Linked DNA regions of Sus scrofa: all the other regions are linked to region 1. The links are chromatin contacts, called in public Hi-C maps. All regions are on one chromosome and are shown on one strand. Each heading gives the region's core, a stretch centred on a gene start, on an enhancer-like site or on the middle of the called end of the contact. The rest is flanking DNA. Distances are from core to core; before and after follow the strand shown. Region 1 holds the start of FMNL1 (formin-like protein 1). Region 2 has its middle 32 kb from the start of MAP3K14. Region 3 holds the start of MAP3K14 (mitogen-activated protein kinase kinase kinase 14).

Region 1 (4,917 bases), core at 1,544-4,043:
TCCTCTTAGGCACTGACTGAGGATGGGACTCAGCCAGAGCCACAGAGGCAGTGCCCAGATGCAGGCACACCCCGTACTCCCCTGGGCTGAGCCTGTAGGTTTAGCCAAACCTGGAGCCCCTCAGGCAGGGGCCAAGGGCACAGCTTATGCCCCCGCTGGTGAGGAGCGAGGCGGGGAGCCAGGTTCCTCGCCAAGTGACCTCCTGCCCATAAGAGACACTGGACGGGGTGATCCTTCCCCAGGAAGAAGGGGGAAGTGTAAACACACTGGGGTTCCTGGTGTTTGGGAGGGGTGAGCCCCAGTGGGCGCTGCTGCCCTCGATTTCTACCCAACCACCACCACGTTCTCCACCAGAGCCTCCACCCTCCACAACCAGGTTCTCGGGGACTCCTAGTGGCATTTTGTGTCAGGCTCAGCCAATGAGAAATAAAGCCAAAAAAAAAAGGCAAGCAGGGCAGTCAAGTCCCACACGGGCATCAGAACCTCATCGCTGGACTTTTGGGTTTTCCAGTGGGTCTGAATTATTCACACAGCTCCTCCCCATAAGAGTGTGCGTAACCGAGAACGGACTGGGGTCTGGACCTCACCCTGCGAGCCTGGCCCCGCCAGCCGCAGACACGCACTGAAGGGAGAAGACAGACTGGGGTCTCCCCAGTCAGGCTGGCTGGGGTCCAGGGATCCACCACCCACTCAGGCTCCCCAGACACCCCCAGAGACCATCTCTCCTCGTTCTCCCCCCTCCCCCATCTGCTCTGCTCAGCTCAGCTTCATCAAGCCATGGCTTTGGGGAAAGGGAAGCAGGTGGAGAGATGGGTTATTCAGGGCCTCGCCTGGTGTGAGGTGTCCCCCGGGGTCCCTCCCTTTCCCCTAAGCAAGCAAGGTGCCTTCTCGTGGATGGATCGGACCCACCCCACCCCATGGCTCCTCCAAGCCTTCCTCCGGGGAGGGGACCGCGGCCAGGATTTCCAGGAACTGTGAGGAGGGGCCAGGCAGAGGATCTGGCAAGTACGGCCTCATGGCTGGCCAGGGGAGGGGAAATGATGTCAAGGAGGTGGAGGAGGCAAGAAGCGAGCGGCCACGGGCCTGCGTGGCTCCGCTGCCTGCGCCTCCCTTGGGCCCCCACCCTCAGACCTGCGGTGCCAGCCTGCTCAGACTTGGAAGGGCCTCTGGGAAAAGGCACGGCCTTATGGGCCTGTCACCCAGGGTCTGGCAAGAGAGCTGACAGCAGACAGGCCACCAGGTAATTAGTTAGAGGATTAGGGAGCCTGGGACAGGGTAGAGGTAAGGAAGTGAGAAGGAGTGGCCCTTCTCTCCGCCCGGCCCCCCCTCCCCTTTCTTCCACCAGGTCTTAGGGAACCCGGACTTTGCTCTGGAGCCCCCAGTCATCCGAACCGCCTTCAGGTTCAGCCTGAGCTGATGGCTTCCTCCCCGGAGAACTAGTCCCCAAGCCCCTGGAGCAGGTGACAAAGCGGGAGAGGGGCTTCCAGACTCTTGCTCCACCCCAAGCCAGACAGACCAACCCACCCTGACCCCGCCCTTCCTAACCTTAACCCCTCCGTGGGTAGGAAGGGATTGGTAAGCTAAGGACCCACAGACAACCTCTCCCCCACAGACAGGGAGGGAGAAACACAGGCAGCCCCTGTGCATGATCTGACAACCCAGCTCCCAGCAAATCAGGATCAAACACCTCTACTCAGTTTCCAGCTCCCAGGTGGTTAAACCGCAACTAATCCCTTCTGTCTTTGACCCTGAGACACCAGCAGATGCTCCAGACCTGCACGGAGTGGCTGGGCCTGCGTGCAATGGGGAAGGGGGTGCCCCTGGACCCCCCTGCGTGCTCCACTCCTAACTTCCTCACAGGACATTTTTGTTTAGACCTTTAGACCCAGAAGCGATGGGGGAGGGGGGCCCTGGGGAGGGAAACTGGGCGATTGCAGAAGAAAGTTTTGGGGGAGAGTGCTAAGTCACTCCCACCCCCTGGAGGGGCCGACACCCGGCCGCCAGCAATCTCCAAGCGGCACCTGAGCCCCCGGGGGCGGGGACGCGTGCCGAGCCCCTGCTCTCCCCTCTCCCGCGCCCCGCGCACAGAGGGTCACACTCACCAGGACCCGGTTAAACCTCTCTTCCAGCTCTCCAGCCGCGGGCATCGGCTGCTTGGGCGCCGCGGGCTGCTTGGGGGACAGCGCGGCGGGGCTCGCGGGCTGCTCCGCACTGCCGGCCGCGTTGCCCATGGTGGTCCCCACCCAGCCAGCCAGGCGCCTCCAGCCTCGGAAATCCAGCTTTCCCGGGGAGGACGGAGGAGGCTCCCGGCCTGGGGGGCGAGGCGGACAGCGGCTCGCGGCGGCGGCGGCGGCGGCTGGGGCTCGGCGACGCGGGCTCTCGGCTCAGCGGCGCGCAGGGACCGGGGCGCGGCGTCCCATCGGGGCGGCCCCGTCCGAGGAGCAGGGCGGCGAGCTGCGGTGGTGGGGAGGAAGTCAGACTGCAGGCCGCCGGGGCCAGAGGGCTGGGCCGGGGGCAGGAAGCTGCGGCGCGGGCTCCCCCCTCGGCGATCTTCTAACTTCTGCTGTCGCTCCCCGTGCGCGCAAACCGCATTTCGCCGCCGCCGCTGCTACGCGCCCTGCCCCAGGGGGGCGGGCTGGAGGGAGGGGGCGGGCGCCGGGCGCCGGCCGGGGGTCCGCCGCAGCCATGGCGCGGCTAGGAGGGGGCTGCCGACCCGCTTCACCTGCCGCAGAGGGGGCGGCCGGCGCCGCTTCACCTGCCGGAGCGGGAGCGACAGAGGCGAGGCAGAGGCGGCGGCGCGCTCCGCGGCGCCTCCGGGTCCTAGAACCGTAGGCTCCCGCTCACTCGGAGCCGGGGGACTGGAAGGGTCTGGGCGAAGGGGGTCACGGCCTGGGGGACGCAGCGGGCAGTCCTCGGAGTCCAGGACTGCCAGCACCTGCTGAGCGCGGCTTGAAGACCCCTGACGGTACGGCGTTGCGGCGCCAAGGGCTGCGTCCCGCTCTCGGGTTCCCGCCGGAGAGGGTGGGAACCCCCTTCCAAGCCCCCCACCCCTTGTTTCTCTCCTCCTCTGTTTAGCCCAGAACCGAGCTGAGGACGAGAGGGAACCATCTGCAAAAAAAGAACCCCAAAGCAGGGCGGGTGGGGGGGGCAGATCCAGACCAGCGGAGACCCCAGCAAGCTGGTTCACTGTGGACCAACTCTGCGCCTGTGCGGGCATCCCCAGTGCTTCTAGAATGGGGGCGCCCAAGGAAGAAGGCAGGCTGTGAGAATCTGGGTACCACCAAGGCGGTCTCAAGGAGAAGCGCGGGGGCTGGGGAACGGGAGGATTAAAGCCAGCATCCACTCTGGGAAAGGAGCGGGCACCGAAGAAGGAGGGAAAAAAAAAAATCTCCTTGACGCTGTCACCTCCAGGGACCTAAGGTGGCCTCTTGCTCACCTTGGAGAATAACAATCTCTGATGTCTGGCAATAACAGAAATGCTTCCAGAGGTCTTCTTTCGTCCATCCTGACAATGACCAGGGAAGGTAGGTATTGATAATCTCCTTCTAGAGGTGGGGAAACTGAGGCTCAGAGTGGCTAAATGACTTGCCCAAGGGCACACAGCTAATAAAGGTCTGGAACAGGCCTCCTTGCTGTCCACCTCCGAAATCTACACTGCGGTGGAGCTGCAGTCCTGGCCTTCCATTCATTCAGGATGGACCAGAGGATGAAAGAGTATTGGGGAGGGGGGAGTACAGAACCCCAAGTCCAGACACAATCTCCAGCCTGAATTTGAGGCTTTTCTCTTTCCGTTGCTCCTCCCACTCCCCGTTTAATTTGTGGGGATCCCCAGCTGGTCCTTCCTTGCACTACCAAAGCACGGAGGACAAAGCCCTGGATTTTTCTCTGAGCCAGGCAAGGACCATGAGTGTCCCCTCCCCAATAGCTTCTCTTCTTTCCGCCCTCCCTCTCAAATTCAGAACCACTGACTGGAGTTTAAGCAGGAGCTGGGAAGTTTATCTAATCTTAAGGAAGGCCCTGGAATGAACCAGCCCCCTCCCCCAGGCTCACCTGATTTAAGCCTTTCTTCTGCCAAGGTCACCAGCACCTCTGGTGGGCGAGAGATGTGATCACTTATTCCGTGTCCCAACCAGGGACCCGTAAGGTAAGACACAGCAAGATACTCCTTGGATGTGCTAAGAAAGTGATCTTCCATGCCCACTGCCCGCACCTTCAGCCCAGAGCAGAGTTCTTGGGTCCTTGCCCTTGAGTTCTTGCCCTTGAGACTAGCTCAGATCTCTCCTTTGCTTTCTTTCTTTTTGTTTTTGAAGGAATTTAGTCCCTGATCTCCTCACCGGTTATCACTTTCCATTTAACAACAAGCCTTTATTTAACACCAACTGTGTGCCCCGCACTGTGTTCACTCCCGGAGACTGTCCTTGGGCTGCTCACAGCCTGGCAAGGAACAGACTCTAAACACATCTGGGAGAGTGGCTGCCACCAGTCAGCCTATGGTGCCAGGTGTTCATGCTTCCTCTTGCTCAGAACTACTTCTTTGAGCTGGAGTTCCTGTTGTGGCTCAGTGGGTTAAGAACCTGACCAGTATCCATGAGGTTGCGGGTTTGATCCCTGGCCTCGTTCAGTGGGTTAAGGAGCCGGTGTTGCTGTGGCTGTGGTGTAGGATGGCAGCTGCAGCTCTGATTCAACTCCCTACCCTGGAAACATCCAGATGCCTCAGGTATGGCCCTAAAAAATAATAATAACTCTTTGAGTGGGTAGGACAAGGGTAGGATTTGTGCCCCGCAGCTGGAAATCCAAGTGGGTTGGGGGAGCCTCTAATGTAGTAGTTACCAGCCTGCACCCTCAACCCCTGGGAGTGCTCAGGCCATTGCCAGCCACTGCCCCCTCAAGGCCTGATAGCAGTAAGCCTGGGCTAAG
Region 2 (4,917 bases), core at 1,801-4,300, 110 kb before region 1:
TTTTTTAGCCGCCGCACAGGCATATGGAATTCCTGGGGGCCAGGGATCTGAGCCACAGATATGACCTATGACCTACACCACAGCTGCGGCAACACCAGATCCTTTAATGCAGTGTGCCAGGTGAGGGATTGAATCTGCGTCCTGGCCCTGCAGAGACGTGGCTGATCCCCTGTGCCACTGTAGGAACTCCCCAGTGATGTGTTAACGTTAGAGATTCCCAAGCCCAGCAGGGTGAGAAGAACTACATGTCCAAGAGCATTGATCTGGGCCTGGGGCTGCCCTTGACCCCATCCCTCCGTCTTGGCCTCCCTTCGCCTGGACCTCCCCAGCCCGGCGACATGGCCTCACGCACAGGCTGAGCTCGGGGTGCCCCAAGGGGACAGCTGGTCACTTCCTTCCTCCTTGGCCGGCTCTTTCATCTCCTTCATCAGCTTGTTTTTTCTGGGTTTTTGTTTGTTTGTTTGTTTTGATTTTGAGGGCCACCCCCACAGCATATGGGAAGCTCCCAGGCTAGGGGTCAAATCAGAGCTATAGCTGCCAGCCTACACCACAGCCACAGCCACACCAGATCCAAGCCATGTCTGCGACCAACGCCACAGCTCACAGCAACGCCAGAGCCTTAACCCACTGAGCAAGGCCAGGGATCAAACCCCTAGCCTCATGGATACTCGTTGGATTCGTTTCTGCTGAGCCACAATGGGAACTCCCTCCTTCATCAGCTTTATCATCATTTTTGGCACCATTTATCGCAGGCTCTGTGTGCCCTGAGCCTGTATATGACCTACAGGATCCCAGTTCATCCTCCCACCAATCCTGTGAGGGGCCCTTATTCGTTCCATTTTGCAGAAAAGGAAGCAGAGGCTCAGGGAGGTTGTCTGATCTGTTCAAACACAAGTTTGAAGCCCTCCAAAGCCCACCTTTGACGGGGCGGCTGGAGCACCTGAGGCTCCTCACAGACCCTGCCCATTCCCCACTCAGTCTCCAGCTCAGCCTCCAGGGAGGGAGGGGGAAGGTTAAGCCCAGAGCAGGGGGGATGTCGGGGGTACTCAGGCTTTCTGCACTTTGGCAGGAGAAAGCCAAGTTCCGTGATCACACTTTGCGCTTTCACTTTCCTTCTGTTTCACAGTAAGCATTTCTATTGGAAAACTCCAAGCGTGCCCGGGCTGAGCTAAAGGAAGAGGGATCTGCGGGCCCTCAGGGCAGCCCAGGGGGAAGAAGCAGGGGGTGAAGCAAAGAGTCAGAGCCCCTGAGGCTGATAGTATCTGCTCCCAGGAGCTCAGATCTGATGAACCCAGCCTTGGCTCCAGAACCATCCTTGAATGCCTCCCAACGTCAATCCACGCCCATTCAAAGCCTTTCCCTCATCCAGTTCCTCTCTGCGCTTGCTTCCAGATTTTTGCTCACGTCGTCCCCTCTGCCCAGAATGCCCTTTCCTTCCCATCCCCCAGATCCAACACGCAAACATCAAGGCTCAGCCCGGACACATCCTCCTCCATGAAGCCTCCCTTGAGCTCCCCAACTGCAGATACAACCTCCCTCCTCTGAATTCCCACAGCCCTTGGTTCATACCTCTCTGAGGTCTTGTTCCATCATCCTACCAGCCGTAGGATGTTATCCGAATCAGCATCTATCTTCCTTGCGGTCACAACACTAATCTTCCTTGGGAAATCATGTACCCCCCAAACTTCAGTCATGTATGTGGTCCAGAAGACACTGGCTTCACCCCAGGATCCAGAGAGGAGTCAGAGCATCCCGTCTTCTTGCAACCACCCTCATCCCCGCCACTGACCGGAACAGAGAATGGTGCAAGGGTGGGCCTGTGACCCAGTCATCAGAGTCAGTTAATTAAGGGCATTTCTGGTACGACCAGGAAAGAGTCCCATTTCAAGTGGGAGTGCTAATCATGGGATATGGTCCTAGGAGTACGAGCATCTCCAAGAAGCCAAAATAGAGAAGAGCAGAGCCAGGCAGATTTCATACAGCATGTTATAAGGACCTGGATCCAGCCAAGCGTGAAGCTGGAATCCCTTCAGACATGGGGACAGAATATTCTTTTTTCGAGATTGGTTCAGTTTGGATAACTCAGAGCATAGACTTAGGGCACGAGCTAACTTAGAGGATCAACAAAGAAAAAAAAAAGATTTCAGCTTTGATAAACTTATTTAGAATTTTGCAATCAGGGTCAATGTTAATTCTGGCATACACACACACCATACATATTTCAAAAATTAACATTTGAATCTGAATTACTTTCAGAAGTGAGAAGCACGCAATCTTTTCTCTCTAGAGATCATGTTACTTGCAACTGAAAAACCCTGGACTGGACTTCTCTGTGGCACAGGCGGTTAAGGATCCAGTGTTGTCTCTGCTGTGGCTCATGTCACTGCTGTGGCACAGGTTCAATCCTGGGCCTAAGAACTTCCACATGCCTCATGTGCAGCCAAAAAAAAAAGAAGATAAATTAAAAAAATTTAAAAAGAAAAGTCCTGGGAGTTCCCACATGGCTCCATGGTAATGAACCCGACTAGTATCCGAGAGGATGTAGGTTCGATCCCTGACCTCGCTCAGTGGGTTAAGGATCAGGCGTTGCCATGAGCTGTGGTGTAGGTTGCAGGTGCAGCTTGGATCTGGAGTTGCTGTGGCTGTGGTGTATGCTGGCAGCTTTAGCTCTGGTTTGACCCCTAGCCTAGGAACTTCCATATGCCACAGGTACGGCCCTAAAAATACAAAAAAAAAGAAAAGAAAAGAAAAGAAAAATCCTGGACTGATTTACTTCCTTGTGCTCTGGTTTTCTGTAGCCAGAGTCTTTCTTGAGCCTATAGAATGGAAGCTGCTGGAAGGCAGAAGCCAGGACCTCTTGCCTTTGTGCTCCCACAGCAGCAAATACAGGGCCAGGCCCGCAGAGATGCTCAGGGGATGAGGAGTAGAGGTCCTCACTGCCCTGGCCACCTCCACCCCAGCCAGCAGCCGCAGTGCCCTGAAACCCCACTTACTCCGCAGGCCTGAACTCAAAGTGGGCAGCCCTGCCCTGAGCTTCCTGCCTGCCACACCCTGCCACGGACTGCCCGTCAGCAGAAGGCCCAGAGCGGTGATTGCCCTGATTGCGAGAGCGCTGCACCCCCAGGGACAGATCCGAATGACAATGTGAGGCTCCGAGAAACTTCCAGGCACTTAAGCCGGCATCTGGACAGGGGCCAGTGGTGTCTGAGCCTTACTTTCTGGAAGCTATCTGCTGGAGGTGGAGACAGAGGGGCTGTGCCAAAGGCAAGCTGCTTCGGAAACCAGTAACAGGGAGAAGGCTGATGCCGGACAGGGGAGAGCAGGAGGCCAGGCCTGGGGGACCCTGCTGCTCGACGGGCTCATATTCTCCCATCTGCTTCTGGAAGCATTCAGCTCTGCTACCAACAAGGGAAAATGAAATGTGAGATTTTTTCCATGTGCAACGGCATCAAAAATATATATATTTAAGAAAAAATTCACAGGTGTTCCCATCGTGGCGCAGCTGATGAGGTTGTGGGTTCGATTCCTGGCCTCACTTAGTGCATTAAGGATCTGGCTTGCCGTGAGCTGTGGCGTAAGCTGGCAGCCACAGTTCCGATTCGACCCCTAGCCTGGGAACCTCCATATGCTGCGGGTGTGGCCCTAAAAAGACAAAAGATAAAATAATTTTTAAAAGAAAAAATTTCATAGATTATGTGTGAGACTACTGCACTGAAGATTACAAAATATTGCTGAGAGAAATTCAAGAAGGCCTAAAGAAATGGAGAGAGGGAGCTCCCCGTCGTGTCTCAATGGTGACGAACCCGACTAGCATCCATGAGGTTGTAGATTCAATCCCTGGCTTCACTCAGTGGGTTAAGGATCCAGCATTGCCGTGAGCTGGGGTGTAGATTGCAGGCGCGGCTTGGATCTGGCGTTGCTGTGGCTGTGGCGAAGGCTGGCAGCTGCAGCTCCGATTAGACCCCTAGCCTGGGAACCTCCATGTGATTCAGGTGCGGCCAAAAAAAAAGCATTCATATAATATATGACCTTTTGTGTCTGGCTCCTTTCCCCGAGCATAATATTTTCAAGGTTCCTCCATGTTGGAGCATGAATCCGTGCTTCATTCCTTTTTATTGCTGAATAATATTCCATTGTAAAGTCCCTCGTGTGGATATGCCACATCTTATTTATCCATTCATTAGTTGATGAACATTTGGGTTGTATCCACTTTGAGCTGTTATGAGTAACACCGCTATAACCATTCACGTACAAGGTTTTGTGTGAATGTATGTTTTTGAGTCTCTTGGGTGCATACCTGGGAATAGAATTGATAAATCCTATGATAACCCCGTGTTCCACCTTTCCAGGACCTCACCCCTATGGCCTACAGCTGCTTGAGTTCTGTGTTGCCATCAGTCAGAGAGAGGTCTGTCGGGGCCTCCATTAGGTTTTGATGAATTTTTAATTGTTTTCCAAAGTGGCTGCACCATCTTTGTTCCCACCAGCAGTGTGTTTCTCCACATCCTCAACAACAGTCGCTATTGTCCATTATTGTTCCTATCCTAGTGGGTGAGAAGTAGCATCTCATTATAATGGGGTTTTTTGGGGGGTGGGGGTTGCCTGAGGCATGTGGAAGTTCCCAAGCCAGGGATCGAACATGCACCACAGCTGTGATCCAAGCCACAGCAGTGATAATGCTAGATCCTTAACCTGCTGAGCCACCAGGGAACTTCCACTCATTATGGTTTTGATTTGCATTTATTTCCCTTATGACTATGATGTTGAGCTGCTTTGCATGTGTTTATTGGCCATTTGTATATATTTGGGGGGGGGAATTCTATTTAGATCATTTGTTATTTTTAAATTGAGTTATCTGGTTTTTTAAATTGTTAAATGGTGAGTTCTTTCTATGGTCTGGATACTAAGCTCTTGTCA
Region 3 (4,917 bases), core at 896-3,395, 83 kb before region 1:
TTCCTGAGAAGTGGTGTGCCTGGAGGCAAACAGGTGGTGGGAGAGGCCAGCCCTGCATCCAGGCTTGCTGAAACCAACCTGTAACCCACCATCTGGCCAAGTTCTGCCCCTCCCTACGTCACTGAAATGAAAACCCTGGGGTTGGATGGAGCTTGACGGGCCACCGGCTTCTTTCTTGCCCATCATCTCCCAAGCTGGCCAGCAACACAGCCAGTTTATGCAGCAAACACTGTCCAGCTCCAAAGCGTGGGCTCTGTCAGGACCCTAACTGCAAATGCTTCAGTGGCCAGGCAGATGGCAGAAGGTTGAGTGGTTGGGTGTAAGGCAACAACGGGCGCAGGGGCTGTGAGGACCTGCAAGCTTAGCTCCAAGGCATTCGAATTCAAATTCAAAGAAAAAATAAAAAAACACTGGGCCAGCTGAACAAAACTTAACGAAGGCCTGAGTGAGTGGATGAGGCCCTTGGGTTGTAAGTTTTCTGCCTAAATGAATGGCCTTCCATATCCCACAACACTGAAGATGTCTGTTGGGTGCAGAACTCCAGAAATAGACTTCAAGCTGCGAAGGACTGCCTGCAAAGTGGTCTGGAGCAGGTCTTCGCTCCAACACTTCCAGAGGTAAAGGTGATCCTTACTTCCCCAGATAGCCTTCGATGGGGCTTGCCCACCCCTACCACTAGGGCCACTTACCACACCTGCCTGCCCTAGACCACTGATAGGGGTAGGGCATATCTTGTATTTTGCAAAATTTTTTTGGTCTTTTTAGGACTGCACCCGCAGCATATGAAGGTTCCCAGGCTAGGGGCCGAATTGAGCTGTAGCTGCTGGCCTAAGCCACAGCCACAGCAATGCAGGATCCAAGCCGTGCCTGCAACCTACACCACAGCTCATGGCAGCACCGGATCCTTAACCTGCTGAGCGAGGCCAGGGATCAAATTGGCGTCCTCATGGATACTAGTCGGGTTCATTAACCACTAAGCCACGACGGGAACTCCCCATTTTGCAAACTTTTTAAGTGTGAAATATTTTTTATTATAAATAAGTACAAGCTCATTGTGGAAACACTGAAAAGTACGGAAAAATATAAACAATAAAATATGGAAAACACTGGAAAATATCCATACCTCCCCTACCCCTTCCCCACCCCCACCCCCACGCCATCCCCATTCAGAGAGAAGCACTGTTGATACCTTGATGTATATTCAGACTCCAAGTCCTTTTTTACTAAGCAAAGCTCGTAGTTCCCTGGGGGCCTAGCGGAGGCTCGTAGTTCCCTGGGGGCCTAGCAGTTAAGGATTCCGCATGCTGCAAGTGTGGCCAAAAAAACCTCCAAAAAACTGTAAGTAAAGCTCTAGTCTTCTTTCTGGCTCTGTAACCTGTAAACCCAGTGAGGAGATGCTTCAGGCAGCATTCACATCACGTTGCTTTTCTGTGGGAAGGGACTGCATCAAGCCAGCCGCATGCTCTCACGAGACCTGAGTTTCAACACAGAGGACTGACCTGTGTTGGCCTTTAGCAAGCTTCTCTCCGACAGACACTAGAACCTGTTTTACTCATCCTCAGGGGCTTCATAGCGCGGGGCTCACAGTAAGTGCTCAATACAAGTTTTTCTAACCGCCACCCCCTCTCCCCGCCACACACACACCTGCCGCCTGAGCCAAGGCCTGGAGCAAAGAAGCACGACCCAAACCAGGAGGGTGAGCGCCTCGCCGTCTCCTAGGTAACCAGGTACGAGGCTGGGGAGTGCCCGCGCGTGCGCACACTCGCCCTTCCTTCCCGTAACCTCAAGAAGAACGCAACCCGTAAAGCTGCCAGAAGCCCTGCGCGCATGTGTGGTTGCACCAACCCGCAGGCCGCCTCCGCCTTCTGTCAATTAGTCGGCCCAGCAATCTCTTCGCTATAAACACTGTCCGGAAATAGTTCCCATTTCTGGAAACGAGGCCTTGTTAACCAATCGTTGCTTGGGGCGGTAGGACGGAACTAGCTGGGACGAGCCGTCTCATTGGTTAGATTGGAGGAGTGGGCGGGGCCAAGGGTCTAGGTGAGGCCAAAGCAAGGAGGTGCGAACGAAGGCAAATTTGCAGCTACCGGCGGAGGCGTGGCCCCGGGGGTGGCCGGGAAGGCGGTGAGGGGGCGGGGCCCGAAACGGGGCGGGGCGACCGTGGGCCCAGAGAGCAGCAGTCGGCGACCGGCGGCGGGAGATCGCGGGCGAGGGGAGCGCGACACTCGCTGGTGGGGGAGATCGGCGCTCAGCCGGTAGGTGACTGGGCGGGACCCCTGGTCCCGGAGAGGGGCAGAGGGGATAGGTGGCACCTCAGCCCGAGGCCAGACTGTGGCCTGGCCCGCCGCCCCAGATTGGTGGGGGTCGGCGGCTCGGCCAGTCGCACCCACTAGGGCGCGGGCCCTCGGCCCTGGCGGCGGGCCGCCGGCGCGCCCTCACACACGCTGCCAGGGCCACGATCGCACGCCCTGCTCGCCCCTCGCACCCGCCCCTCGAAGCGCGCGCGGGGACGCCCTGCTTCCCCTTCCCCAGCACTCCCGTTTCCCCGCGCTCCGCTGCTCCCACCGCCAGGCCTGCCCCTCCTGCTCCGTGCCTTGGTTGCCCCTCAGGATGCGGGCTCACCTCGCCACCGGGCCAAGTGCGCCGGATTCTTGCGCCCTCCTATCTTCCCGGTCAATGCAACTCTCTGGCCTTTCCTGGTCACATCCCGAGCCTGGGAGAAGAGGCAGAGCCTGCCCTTGGCACCCACCGGAGCAGTGCTGGCCACTTGCAGCATCCTCTTCCTTCCCCTGACCCCTCTGTACTTCTGTCCGCTCCACTCAGGACTTTATTTGTCGGCTCAGAGAAAATAGCCTATCTTGGAAGCCCATCCTGGCCCTGGCTGCCTGCAGCCACCGGGCACCGGGCAGAAAGAGGTCACTTGTATAGTGCAGAGAGCCCCAGCTGCCCGGGAGCCTCCTTGGTGCTGGGTAGCTTCAGAAAAAGCAGGGTTTTTTTTCCCCTAATTGAAGTTAAAATGTTGCTTTCAGTCCTAAAGGGTGAACTGGGGAATGAGTGGAGAAAAAAATACAGAACTCAGTGGTATAAATAGCAAAATGATTTTTATTGACTGGGGGACTGTGAATACCAGGGCCTTGATTAAGAACTCTGAAAGCAAGAGAAGCTGAACAATGAGAGGTAGGGCCTGATACAAAATAGCTTTCTGAAGTTCATTCCAGGAAAAATGTTGAAAACCCCTTGACTAGAAACATGGTCTTTCTGAAAGATTAGAGGGAGATAGTATCTTAACATAAGTGATGTGTTTTTTACTTAGTATCTTCATACCTGTAACCTCATTTTTCCTTCAGATGTCTGTGTGATAAGATAGATGGTATTGTCCTGTTTGAGAGTGAGGCACCTGAGGCAGACCTGCGTGTGTTGGGGAGGGGGGCTGTTGTTATATATCTTGCCTCATGCCTTGCAGCTAGGACTTGGGGTGAGGACCCCAGCCTGGGCTACTTCCCCTGGACCAGGACCACATCATGGTACTTAGATGCAGGGCAGAGGGAGAAGTGTTTGGTGTGCTGCTCCCGCTCTTAACCTGAGAGGACAGGTGCTTGTCTTCCAAGGCGTTTGGATTTACTCCTGGTGTTCTTTTAAGTGACGTCAAAGTCCTTTGGGGCAGGGATGCCAGACCTCAGACTTTCTGACATCTTCCTTGATCTGGAAGGGGGTGGTGAACTTCTCAGAAGGCCTCCAAATGAAAGTACTGGTCTCTGACTTTAATTTTGGAAATACATACCCAGGTATATGTTCCAGCACTTTGGCGAAATCAGACAGCAGTAAGCTGCCAAGCTTTAGGTCATATTCTGACTGCTTTCGGATTATAAGGAGCAGGCCTGAAGGGGCTTTTTCGCCCCTGGTATTGTCTGTTAGACTTGGTGGGAGTGGCACCACAGACAAGAGACCCTGCCAGAGGAGCCTTCATTTATTAAACAAAAATGTCTGGTTGGCCATTTCGCCTCAACAGATGGAGGCTTGGTTCCTCATTTTGGTTCTCCTGTTGAACACTGACTCCATTGTGATCTGCTTGGAGTGTTTGTATATCATTTAATGTTGAGAAGCAGGCCTGCCCTGATTGGTTGTTCAACTCCAGGCAACTGTTGTGATTTTGTGTGTGTGTGGGGGGGGGGGTAACAGTTCATCCTGGCCAGGGTCTGGTGAGGGATCAGTAGATATGGAAAGAGGGAAAACCTAATCCAGGGTTGTTTTCCTCATTGTTGGCACCCTCTTAAGAGTGTTCCATCACTTTGGCCTGCGAAGTCACTTTTAATTTCCTATTTTTTTTCCTGTCTCAATGGATAGCACATGCGCTTTCCTAACAGGCCTGCCTTGATGAAGAGCTGAGCGATTCATGTTGGTTGGCTTGACGGGTATTCTTTCTGGGAAGGTAGTTAAGAAATCGTCAAGCCAAAATCAGTCCTAAGTTAAAAGTGTAAGCCAGCTTGATACATAGAGGTAGCATCTTTGTACCAATGGCTTCCATCCTCTCAGAGCTGTTTTTTTTTTTTTTTTTTTTTTTTTTTTTTTTTTTTCCTGGCAAAAGGTTAAAATGCAACTAAAATTCTGCTTTCATGATTAATAAGTCACTACCGCAGTTGTGTCTGATGCTTCCTGTTTGCCCCATTTTAGTATTTCAGTTAAACTGGAAACATCTGAGCCTTATGGGCACTTTTTGATGGTACCCATGTGAAATTGGCGGGAAGGAGGACAGTTCCCTGTCCGTGGCTTTGGGAGGTCTAAGGAGAAGCCCATTCCTCCGGTCTCTGCACCCTGACTTCCCTTGGCAGGGGAAGGAGGGGGGGGTCAGGCATCTTCAGAGGGGAGGGTGAGCGTTCAAAGTGGTGCACGTGTGAAGGCTTCACATTTCCTCGGCGA

Evidence for each region. A called contact is a pair of places that touch in the nucleus more often than the background predicts.
Region 2: a Hi-C map of retroperitoneal adipose tissue shows a contact between it and region 1, with 2.2 times the contacts expected there. The contact joins the enhancer-like site here to the promoter of FMNL1 in region 1. A contact is called at or near these places in 1 of 5 promoter capture datasets (liver), 9 of 47 Hi-C or Micro-C datasets (embryonic fibroblasts, liver, mesenteric adipose tissue and 4 more) and 2 of 2 datasets of contacts at active chromatin or transcription factors (alveolar macrophages and skeletal muscle).
Region 3: a Hi-C map of liver shows a contact between it and region 1, with 2.4 times the contacts expected there. The contact joins the promoter of MAP3K14 here to the promoter of FMNL1 in region 1. A contact is called at or near these places in 3 of 47 Hi-C or Micro-C datasets (blood, embryonic fibroblasts and liver) and 2 of 2 datasets of contacts at active chromatin or transcription factors (alveolar macrophages and skeletal muscle).

The regions. Positions count from the first base shown.
Region 1 is chr12:18,222,828-18,227,744 of Sscrofa11.1, forward strand. It overlaps FMNL1 (formin-like protein 1), which reads right to left and starts at 2,794. Exons shown (of 26, transcript XM_021066841.1): 1 at 2,103-2,794. The coding sequence starts at 2,231. LOC110255993 (a long non-coding RNA gene) reads left to right here and starts at 2,778. Exons shown (of 3, transcript XR_002337084.1): 1 at 2,778-3,524; 2 at 4,077-4,144.
Region 2 is chr12:18,108,296-18,113,212 of Sscrofa11.1, forward strand. No RefSeq gene overlaps it. Among named protein-coding and RNA genes, the nearest start is that of MAP3K14, 32 kb to the right of the region's middle. Within about 2 kb of position 3,051, at least 14 of the 83 cell types and tissues checked have an H3K27ac peak or open chromatin away from gene starts, as enhancers often do. A contact at or near this core is called in omental adipose tissue, retroperitoneal adipose tissue, skeletal muscle and 1 more, where this site is marked.
Region 3 is chr12:18,140,754-18,145,670 of Sscrofa11.1, forward strand. MAP3K14 (mitogen-activated protein kinase kinase kinase 14) reads left to right here and starts at 2,146. Exons shown (of 16, transcript XM_003131321.4): 1 at 2,146-2,255. LOC102160528 (a long non-coding RNA gene) reads right to left here and starts at 2,007. Exons shown (of 4, transcript XR_306478.3): 1 at 1,645-2,007.